Regions from separate parts of the Sus scrofa genome. Here region 1 is linked to region 2. A link is a contact called in public Hi-C data. All regions are on one chromosome and are shown on one strand. Each heading gives the region's core, a stretch centred on a gene start, on an enhancer-like site or on the middle of the called end of the contact. The rest is flanking DNA. Distances are from core to core; before and after follow the strand shown. Region 1 holds the start of CFDP1 (craniofacial development protein 1). Region 2 holds the start of TMEM231 (transmembrane protein 231).

Region 1 (4,928 bases), core at 1,483-3,982, 83 kb after region 2:
ACCTATAAGGTCACTGCGCACCCTCAATTAGCAGAATTACAAGGTTGGGTTCCTGGGGGGGGTCTCTGGTCGTACCATTTTTGTAAACACATCAGTACATAATCTTGTTTTATGTGTTTCTGTTCAAAGACACCTTATTTAATATATCTTTCTTACAAATAATGATATGTAGTATTTTAATAAAACAATATTTCAATGACAGCATCTCTGTGCAATGCACTCTACAATACTGAGGTTGAACTACTTTAACTCTCCCCCTCATACACACACACACACACACACACATACACACAGGACTCACATAAGTAAATTTATACAGTACTGTAAACACATCCTACATACTGTACAGTAATGCAAATATAGTTCTGAAAAAAGGGAAGCTCAAACATTTAAAGTTTTATGAAAACATGAACTAGAATCTTACTGTTGATGGAGCTGAAGATTGGGTGATGGCACCAGGCAGAGTGTGGTTAAACCTCTCGACCTTGGCTTGCCCCACAAAAACCAAGGGAGAGGTTGGTGGAAGTCATTCTGCAGGAGGGGAAGAGGATGGAAGAGTGACAACTGTTGGTTCAACCTCAGGGGTTTGGCTCTCACCACTTGTTGATGCAATCGGCAATCTTCCTTCCCCAACTGGCTCCCAATACTGGGAGCCTGCATGGCTTTTCGCCTCAAATCCTTAAGCATCTTGGCATAGGGGGCAAACGCAAAGGAGATTAAGCGCTTAAAGTTGAGGCTGCGATCGAGCATAGGGTCACACACTTCCATGTCATTGAATAGTTTTCCCAAGGCAGAGTTCCATTCTGATATTTTGGCCGCTGTAAGAGGGACAATTCCTGGACTCTTAGGCTGACTTTCATCGCTGTCTTCGTTATCATGGACTCCAACGCCTTGTTTTGCCATCTCGTCCAGGTCTTCATTGGTGGGTTCTTAATCTCCCCCACATCCTCTTCCCTCATATCATCAAAACCTTCTCCACTTATTTGCCACGCGATAGGCATTATGTTTTTGACACTGTTTTTTATACTTTCTGTTACACCTTCAAAACCTTCAAAATTTTCCACACAGTCCAGCCAAACATTTTTCCAACAGTTATTGATAGCAGCCCGCTTGATGTTGTCCCAGGCTGTGCCAACATAATCAATAACGTTGTGTATAGTGACTGACTTCCAATAGTCCATCACGGTACTTTCCTTGTTGGCTTTGAGAGCCTCGAAAGCCTTGCTGTAAAGCTCCCTAGTATAGTGCGCCTTGAAGGCTTTTATTATGCCCTGATCCAGGGGTTGGATGAGAGACGTAGCATTTGGGGGCAAGAAAAGAACTTCTACGTTGGGGTGAGCATTTGTGAGTTCTTCACAGCAATGGACGGGCACATTATCCAAAATGAACAAAATCTTGAAGGCAAGGTTTCTGTCCTGGAGATAGTATTCAACTTCTGGTATGAAGCAACTCTGGAACCAATCAGACGTCATCCACGCTTTTTTGTTCCACCTCCAATGGACCGGCATATGGTTCACACTTTTCCCTTTAAATGCTTGTGAACTTGGAGCTCTGTACACCATTAGGGGTTTGCAGTTAAAGTCACCCTTGGCATTGGTGCACAAAAGCAGGGTTGCATAGTCTTGGAAAGATTTAAAGCCAGAGGCTTTGGAGGCCATTTGCGTTATATAGGTTCTTTTGCCAACATCCTTATAAAATAAGCCAGTCTCATCAGCATTGAAAACCTGCTCTTCCACATATCCTTTTTCCTTATAATACTTAGCAAGTATTTTTTAAATTTCTGCAGCCTCCTGATCTGCAGAACTTGTCTCACCTGCAAGCTTAACATTATTCACCCCATATCGCCTTTTGAAACGTGCAAGTCACCCAGCACTAGCCTAGGACGGTTTCACATTTTTCTGACCCTGGGTAACATGGCTGTAAATTTCGTTGGCTTTCAGCTTCACAGCAGTGCTGTCCACCACACCTTTTTTATCGGTTGTCTTCTCATGAATCCACAAATTGAGCCGCTTTTCCATTTTTTCCATTGCTTCCTCACCCCCACTATAGACGTCACTTCAGCACTTTCCGGAGCAGCCTCACGTACAGATCGGCGAATTTCCTTTTCTTTTTTTCTTGATGTAAAGGATTGTTGACTCATTAACATTGAACTCACGGCCAAGAGCACTACAACTCATGCCTAAACGAAGCTTATCTAACACTCGTATTTTCCCCGGAAGGCACATCACAGCCTTCTTGCGCTTAGGAACATTAGGCAGCACCTTAGCACCACGCTCGGGGGTCATTTTTAACAGCGAAATCACCAACAAAAAGCACAAAAATGCAAAAAACGCGGCACTAAAGTGATTGCGAAAAGGACACTTATTTACAGCATTCGAGCGGAAGAAGCAAGACCGCCTGCCTCTTTCAACCTTGGTACCACAAACCTTGGGTTGACTCAAAAATTTTCACTCTCTGCGCATGTCCGCAAATAACCCCAGAAAGCACCGCGAATATTAATTTTGGGGGTGATAATAAATTTTAACAAGTAAGCGATTTCAAAAATACCAAACTGCGAGTAATGAAGGTCTGCCGTATTCCCACGGGCAAAACAAACTTAGTTTAAGCATGTTTACTAAATCAAAGCAGCTGGTAGCTCTGAAGACTACAAGTTCCAGCATGCACCGCTTCGGCGCCCAGCCCGTGTTCCGCCAACCCCCACAGTAGCATCCAGCAGAAGGCACTGGTCCGGAAGTGTCGCATTCGACCACATACACTCTCTGCGCATGTGCAGAGGCTGGGGGCCGCCCCAGCCGCCGCCGCCGCCGCCCCCGCCGCAGCTCTATGGTGGCTCCCTAGAGCTTTGCCGTTGGGGGCAGCTGTTGCGGCCCTGCGACTCAGCCCCCCTCGTGCGGCAGCGATATGGAGGAATTCGACTCCGAAGACTTCTCCACCTCGGAGGAGGACGAGGACTACGTGCCGTCGGGTGAGCGACTCGGCTAGAGGCGAGAGGCAGCTTGCCCCGCCCCGCGTCTCACGTGAGGCGCGCTTGGCTCCCGTGCGTGGGCCCGGTGGCCCGGGTGGCTCTCGGGCGCGGGTGCCGCGCGTCCTCGTACCGCGCGGCCCCCGTGACCCGGGATGTGTGCCCCGGGCTGTCTCGCGCAGCCCTTTCTCGAGGCCTCACTTCGGCCGACGCCCCCTCTCGGAGTTCGGGAACTGGCACGTGAACAGGGCCCTATCTCTGGGGACGCTGGCGGTGGTCGGTCTTCGCGTACCCTCACCAACCTTGCAGTCTTCTGAAAGGCAGTCTGTCGCCAGACCTTCCGCCCCCAGGGAATTAATTGCTCGCTGGCATCACGGCAGAGATAGATATCTTCACTTTCTGCCTGCAGGAGGGATCTTCTTGTTAGCAAGTTCACTTAATGATACCCTTTGCCTCTCTGCAATGTCTGTATCCATTTCTCTCTTTTCAGACCTTGTTTTTGTATAGGTTTCTAAAACCGAACCCAGGCTGAAATAAACGTCACCCAGACCTACCCCTTCCGGCATCCTGCACCTTCCCCAGGCTTCCCCATCAAATTATAAGTATCTTCCTATAGAGTAGCTCCGATGAAAAATAAAACCAAAAAAGCCTAGGAGTTGTCCTTGTTTCCTCTCTTTTGTTCCAACCAGTGTGTCTGTGTGGAAAATGAGTTTCTCATCACTCTCTCTCCAATCTCACTCTTACTGAACAACTATTATTCTTCACTAAGACCTGAAGTAACTTCCCAGCTGGTTTCTCAGATTCCTTGTCCACCAACATTGGTCTTTACATATCTGCCAGTGTGATCATTTGAAAACCAGTTTTCATTTGAATCAAAGTTTTGTATGCACCTGCTGAAAAATAGTCAAATATTTCTTTTTTAAGTTATTTTATCTTAGAATGTTTTTTTGCTTTTGGGGACCATGGAAGTTCACAGGTTAAGGGTCAAATTGGAGCTGCAGCTGCCATCCTACTCCACAGTAAGAGGAACGCGGCATCTGAGCAGAGTCTGTGACATACACCACAGGTAGTGTAGCTGGCAACACCAGATCCTTAACCCACTGAGTAAGGCCAAGAAGGGAACCTGCATCCTCATGGATACTTGTCGGGTTCTTTTCTGCTGAGCCACAGTGGGAACTCCAAAAATAGTTAAATATTTCTAACAGATTTATTTTCAAATGGCAGTTCCTATCACTATTAATCATCCGTATCACTTCTCTGCAGAATGATATCTGCTTTTAAAATTTGGTATTTCCATTGTGTTTTCTTAATCTGTCCATGTTAAGTCTTATTTTTTTACCCCCTTTTAGCTTTCCCCTTACTGCTGACACATCTTTTCACCTTCAGACCCTCTCTAACTCTCCAGCCTGCTAATGTTCCTCTGTCTAATTTGGGTTAGGTCATTATTAAGTGTTTACTTTTTTAAAGCAACTGTGGACACCATGTTCTGGCCGAATCATGTGGTATATACCGTTATGGCTATTCCTGCACTAGTTTTCTCTGGAGTTAATCATTGCAATTTTGTTGTTGTTGCTTAGTTATTTATTTATTTATTTGTCTTTTTAGGGCTGCACCCACAGCATATGGAGGTTCCCAGGCTAGGGGTCAGTCGGAGTTGGAGCTGCTGGCCTATGCCACAGCCACAGCAATGTCAGGTCTGAACCGCATCTTCAACCCACACCACAGCTCATGGCAGTGCCGGATCCTTAACCCACTTCGCAAAGGCCAGGGATCGAACCTTGTGACCTCATGGATGCTAGTGCGATTCATTTCCATTGAGCCACACTGGGAACTCCTGTTAGTCATTTATGTACTTGCTACTAAACTCTCAGAATTGTCTAAATCATTTCCTGAGATATTTAGATTCATTAGGAGTTCCCTTTGTGGCACAGCCAAAATGAATCCGACTAGGAACCATGAGGTTGCA
Region 2 (5,459 bases), core at 2,078-4,577:
ACTGGGAAGCCAGAGATCTGGTGATACAAATGCCAAGGTGAAAGAAAGGTTGGAAAGTGTTGAGGTTCTGGAGTTGGAGTTCTGAAGGGATTCAAGAGACTCTGAATGGGAGATTATAGAAAGGAGTAGAACATGATTAAAATGTATAGTTTTAAGAGAATGACTCACTTTGTCCTTGCAAATTGCATAAAACATGAGGAAATTATGGAAATAGAAACGAAGTCAGTTCTTAGTCATGAATGTATGAAAATAACAAAATATACACAAATCCTTAGCATTTAAAAAAAAAATCTAACATTCTCAGAGTTCCCATTGGGGGTGCAACAGAAACAAATCTGAACTATGAGGTTGCGGGTTCGATCCCTGGCCTCACTCAGTGGGTTAAGGATCTGGCATTGCCATGAGCTGTGGTGTAGGTCACAGGTGTGGCTTGGATCCCATGTTGCTGTGGCTGAGGCGTAGGCCGGCAGCTCTAGCTCCAGTTTGACCCCTAGCCTGGGAACCTCCACATGCCACAGGTGCGGCCCTAAAAAACAAAACAAACAAACAAAATATAATATTCTCTCAAAGAATTGAAATAAAACCCCAAAAAGTAGCTTCCTCAAATCATTGAAGCAAAGAGTAAGTATTAATATCCTTATATTGTTAAATACTTTTGCAAAGCTCATGGCATCTCAGGGGAGGCTGAAGCACTGCATTCACCTGACTCCTTAGTAGTCAGCTCCCTCTTTCAGCAATGAATAAGCTGACACTAGCTACAGTATGTTTCCTTCTACTGAAAGGAGCTTTAGGGGCAAACACCTCCTTCCTCAGAGCAGAGCCCCCTAGGAGGCAACATTAGAGTCATCTATTCTAGGAGTTCCCAGTTGTGGTGCAGCGGAAACGAATCCGACTAGGTACCATGAGGTTGTAGGTTTGATCCCTCGCCTCACTCACTGGGTTAAGGATCCAGCACTGCCGTGAGCAGTAGTGTAGGTTGCAAACGCGGCTTGGACGTTGCTGTGGCTAGGCCAGTGGCAACAGCCCCAATTAGACCCCTAGCCTGGGAACCTCCATATGCCACAGGTGTGGCCCTAAAAGACAAAAAACAAACAAAAAATAATCATCTATTCTAAATTTTTATTTTATTTTATTTTATTTTTGTCTTTTTAGGGCCACACCCACAGGCATATGGACGTTCCCAGGCTAGGGGTCAAATCGGAGCTGTAGCTGCCGGCCTACACCACAGCCACAGCAATATTGGATCCAAGCCATGCCTGCGACCTACACCACAGCTCATAGCAACCCCGGATCCTTGACTCACTGAGCGAGGCCAGGGATCAAACCTGTGTCCTCATGGATACTAGTCGGGTTCATAACCGCTGAGCCACGATGGGAACTCCCTAAATTTTTAAATTTTGTGGCGGCACCCATGGCCTGGGGAAGTTCCCGGGCCAGGGACTGAACCTACCCCAAAACTCTAACCAATGATACAGCAGTGACAACTGCCAGATCCTTAACCCACTGAGCCACAAAGGAACGCCTCTAAATTTTATTTTAATGGTTATATAAATGAAAGACATTCGCTTAAAGCACAGATACAATAGGTCAGAATCGCAACATAGATTTAAGCCTATCAATTTTTTACAGCTGTGTTGCTACCTCAGAAAAGCTTTAAAGCAAGAATATATAGTACGGGACCAGATATGTCAGAAACATCTTATGGCTGCTGACATTGTCAGCTTGGACTCTGGATAGTTCTCGCATAAGGGAGGTCTTGACCTCTCTCTGTGTTGTTAGGATCTCAGCTGTTTTCCTCATCTACAACCCACTTCTAGGTTATGGTAACTAGACTTCTCATGGTGATCGTTTTTAAATGTATAGGTATACTTGAGTTCCCCTTGTGGCTCAGGGCCCTCAGCCTGGGAACTTCCATGTGCCGCAAGTGCGGCACTAAAAGGACCAAAAAAAAAAAAAAAAAAAAAAAAAAAAAGAAATGTGTAGAAATACTTCATACTGTGAAACAGGAACTAATAGGGTTGTAGGTCACTTATACTTCCAAAAATAAACAAACTCATTAAAAAAAGAGATCAGATTTGTGGCTACCAGAATCAGGGTGGAGGGAAGAGGGGATTGGATGAAAAGAAGGTACAAACTTGCAGTTACAAGATAAGTACTAGGGATATAAGGTACAACATGATAAATATAATTAACACTGCACTGGGTTACATATGAAAGAAAGAGAATAAATCCTAAGAGATCTTATTATAAGGAAAAATATTTTCTATTTAATTTTCTATATGAGGTGAAGGGTTCACTAAACTTATTGTAATCATTTTATGATGTATGTAAGTCAAATCATTATGTTGTACACCTTAAACTTATATGGTGCTGTATGTCAGTTATATCCCAATGAAACTAGAAGACAAAAGCACTTCTAGGTTGGTTTTGAAATAGGAGCGTCTACTGCTGGACTCCATTCTGATAACAAACCTCACACTATCTCTTGGCACTGACATTTGATTCTTCGGGTCCTTTTGATAAAGAAGTTGGCTGTTGAACGTGTTAAAAAAAAATCCTGGGAGTTCCCATTGTGGTCCAGTGGAAACGAATCAGACTGGTATCCATGAGGATCCATTTGATCCCTGGCCTCCCTCAGTGGGTTAGGGATCTGGTGTTGCCATGACCTATGGTGTAAGTTGCAGACATGGCTTGGATCCTGCATTGCCATGCCTGTGGCATAAGCTGGCAGCTGTAGGTCCAATTTGACCCCTAACCTGGGAACCTCCATATGCCATGGGTATGGCCCTTAAAAAAAAAAAGATCCTTCTGCCTTGTTTGAAATACTAGGGAGAGCTTTTAATGAAGTGACACACCAAGGTTAACTTTGCAGAGGGCCAGAGCTTCCCCAAAACAGGTCGTCAAGCCTGTGCTCAACTATAACATAGTATAGTAGAGCTATATAGTAATTATCCTTATCCCTTGAAGAGCAGGGTGCTTTGTGACCTGTTTCGGTGTCTGTCTTGCTATGGACTAGTGAAAGCATTAGAAAATTTGGAGACAGGGGTTCCTGCCCTGGCTCAGTGGTAAGGGACCTGACTAGCATCCATGAGGATGTGGATTGGATCACTAGCCTCGCTCAGTGGGTTAAGGAACTGGCATTGCCATGGCCTGTGGTGTAGGTCACAGACGCAGCTCAGAACCTGTGTTGCTGGAACTGTGCTGTAGGCGGCAGTTGCAGCTCTTATTTGACCCCTAGCCCGGGAACTTCCATATGCCTGCGGATGCGGCCCTAAAAACAAACAAACAAATAAATAAATAAAAGTGAAAAGAAAGAAAGAAAAAAGGTACATTTGGATACAAAGGAGTGACCAGGTCCAGGACCACACTGTTTTCCTCCAATGTAAGGTGTGCCGTTACTGGACTCAGTGTACAGTGAACCACATTGGGGATTAACAGATGACACTTATGCAGGTATTTACTTTAATATTTATGAAAATCTAATTTGACACAAATGTTAACAAGGGCGATGCTAAGATTTGGGGGCACGGAACATTCCATTTCTGCTCAGCTTATAGGAAAGGGCGCCTAACGCTTAAAGCTAGGACTACGATCCACCAGTGGGTACCGCCCCCCGTTAGCCCCACCCCCACCAAAGCCAGCTTCCTTGCTATTGGTTCCTTTCCCCGCGCCTGCGGTTGCCGTGGAGACCAAGGCTATGGCAACCAGGAGAAGCCAAAGTTGGTCGAGTCTCTGGAACCGCGGAGGGGTCCGGGACGCGCAGCCCGACTCCGACCTGTGCTCATGGCGCTCCACGAACTCTTTTCTCACCCGGTGGAGCGCGGCTACCGCGCGGGGCTCTGCTCCAAGGCCGCGCTGTTCCTGCTGCTGGCCACCGCCCTCACGTACATCCCACCGCTGCTGGTGGCCTTCCGGAGCCACGGTGAGCCTGCCTGAAGGCCAGTGCGCGACAGGATTCTCCCCGGTGCTCCCGCCGGCCTCCCTAACCTCTTCCCCTCTGCCTCCTGCCCTCTTTACCTCAGGGTTTTGGCTGAAACGGAGTAGCTACGAGGAGCAGCCGACCGTACGCTTCCAGCACCAAGTGCTGCTCGTGGCCTTGCTGGGACCTGAGCACGCGCACGGCGGATTCCTGGCCTGGAGCACGTTCCCTGCCTTCAACCGACTGCAGGGGGATCACCTGCGCGTCCCGCTCGTTTCGGTGCGTGGTTCTGGGCGGGTGTATGGATGGAGATGGGGATAGGGGCATGCGTGGGAGGAAGCTGGGCGGTCCGGGTCCTTGTCCCTGGGGGCCCTGCTTGGGTCTGAAGGAGTTACGAATCCACAGAAGTTGTGTGTACAGGCTCATTGGCCTAAGCTTATATTTAATTTCCTGGGGAGTAAATATTTTGTAATATTCGAATTCTCCAAGCCGTCCACCACCCCCGAGAAAATTAGTCACTGCTGTCAGGGTGTGTGTCCCACACAGAGACTGATAGCCTGCGGACAGCCTGTCTCTGGCCCCCATTTCCGTGGGCGTGGCCTGATGGAAGCGTGGTCGCGAAAGTTGCTGAGTCGTGAAAGCCAGTTGACGTTCTCTCTCTCTTTTTTTTTTTTTTTTTTTTTTTGGTTTTTCTGTTTTTTTTTTTTTTTTAGGGCCGCACCCGCAGCATATGGAGGTTCCCAGGTTAGGGGTCTAATCAGAGCTGTAGCCGCCAGCCCAAGCCAGGGCCAGAGCAAAGAGGCATCTGAGACGCGTCTGCGACCTACACCACAGCTCATGGCAACGCCAGGTCCCGGATCCGTAACCCTGTGCGGGAGGTCAGGAATTGAACCTGCGTCCTCACGGATGCTAGTCAGACTTGTTAAGCGCTGAGCCATGACGCGAATGTCTAATGCTCTCTTTAATTACTCGTTCTTGCAGCTGGCTTGTGCTTCAGCAAGCAGTAGCAACAAAAAGGGCGGGTATTTTTAGGCAGACTGACATGTGGAAGCAGAGGCGCTGATTGGTTAAGTGACCTCCCCAGACTGTTGCTGGCCCAGTCCAGCCTCCCTGGGCTTGCCTCCTGAGATGCTGCTGCATCCTGCCGCCGTCTGGGGGTGAAAACGAAGTTTTTTACTGCCTGTAATCTAGTGTCTGATTCGAGGTAAGTGAATGCTTCCTTTATAGTCACCCACCCCTTTACGCTCATTTTCAGGAGACATTTTCCTTTGAAAGTAGGAAAATTCTGGATTTTCTTCTTTCAAAGTTGGATCTCTTTAGACACCTCTGAGATGATTGGCCTACAGCCAAATTGGTGTAGCTGAAAAAAAAAAAATAAGATTTTTCCCAGCAACTTAATAAAATGAAAAAAAAAGTAATCTGACTGTTCATATGAATAACCACAAGCAAAATAGGATTCAGATTTTTTATGAATATTTAACTTTCCTTACCTTTTTTATGATTATGAATTCTCCTTGTAAATTATTAAAGAGTTACAGGT

The links. A called contact is a pair of places that touch in the nucleus more often than the background predicts.
Region 1: a Hi-C map of liver shows a contact between it and region 2, with 2.6 times the contacts expected there. The contact joins the promoter of CFDP1 here to the promoter of TMEM231 in region 2. A contact is called at or near these places in 1 of 5 promoter capture datasets (liver), 6 of 47 Hi-C or Micro-C datasets (embryonic fibroblasts, epiblast stem cells, heart right ventricle and 2 more) and 2 of 2 datasets of contacts at active chromatin or transcription factors (alveolar macrophages and skeletal muscle).

Annotation. Positions count from the first base shown.
Region 1 is chr6:12,220,969-12,225,896 of Sscrofa11.1, forward strand. It overlaps CFDP1 (craniofacial development protein 1), which reads left to right and starts at 2,733. Exons shown (of 7, transcript XM_021093775.1): 1 at 2,733-2,965. The coding sequence starts at 2,902.
Region 2 is chr6:12,136,990-12,142,448 of Sscrofa11.1, forward strand. TMEM231 (transmembrane protein 231) reads left to right here and starts at 3,328. Exons shown (of 6, transcript XM_005664337.3): 1 at 3,328-4,198. The coding sequence starts at 3,698.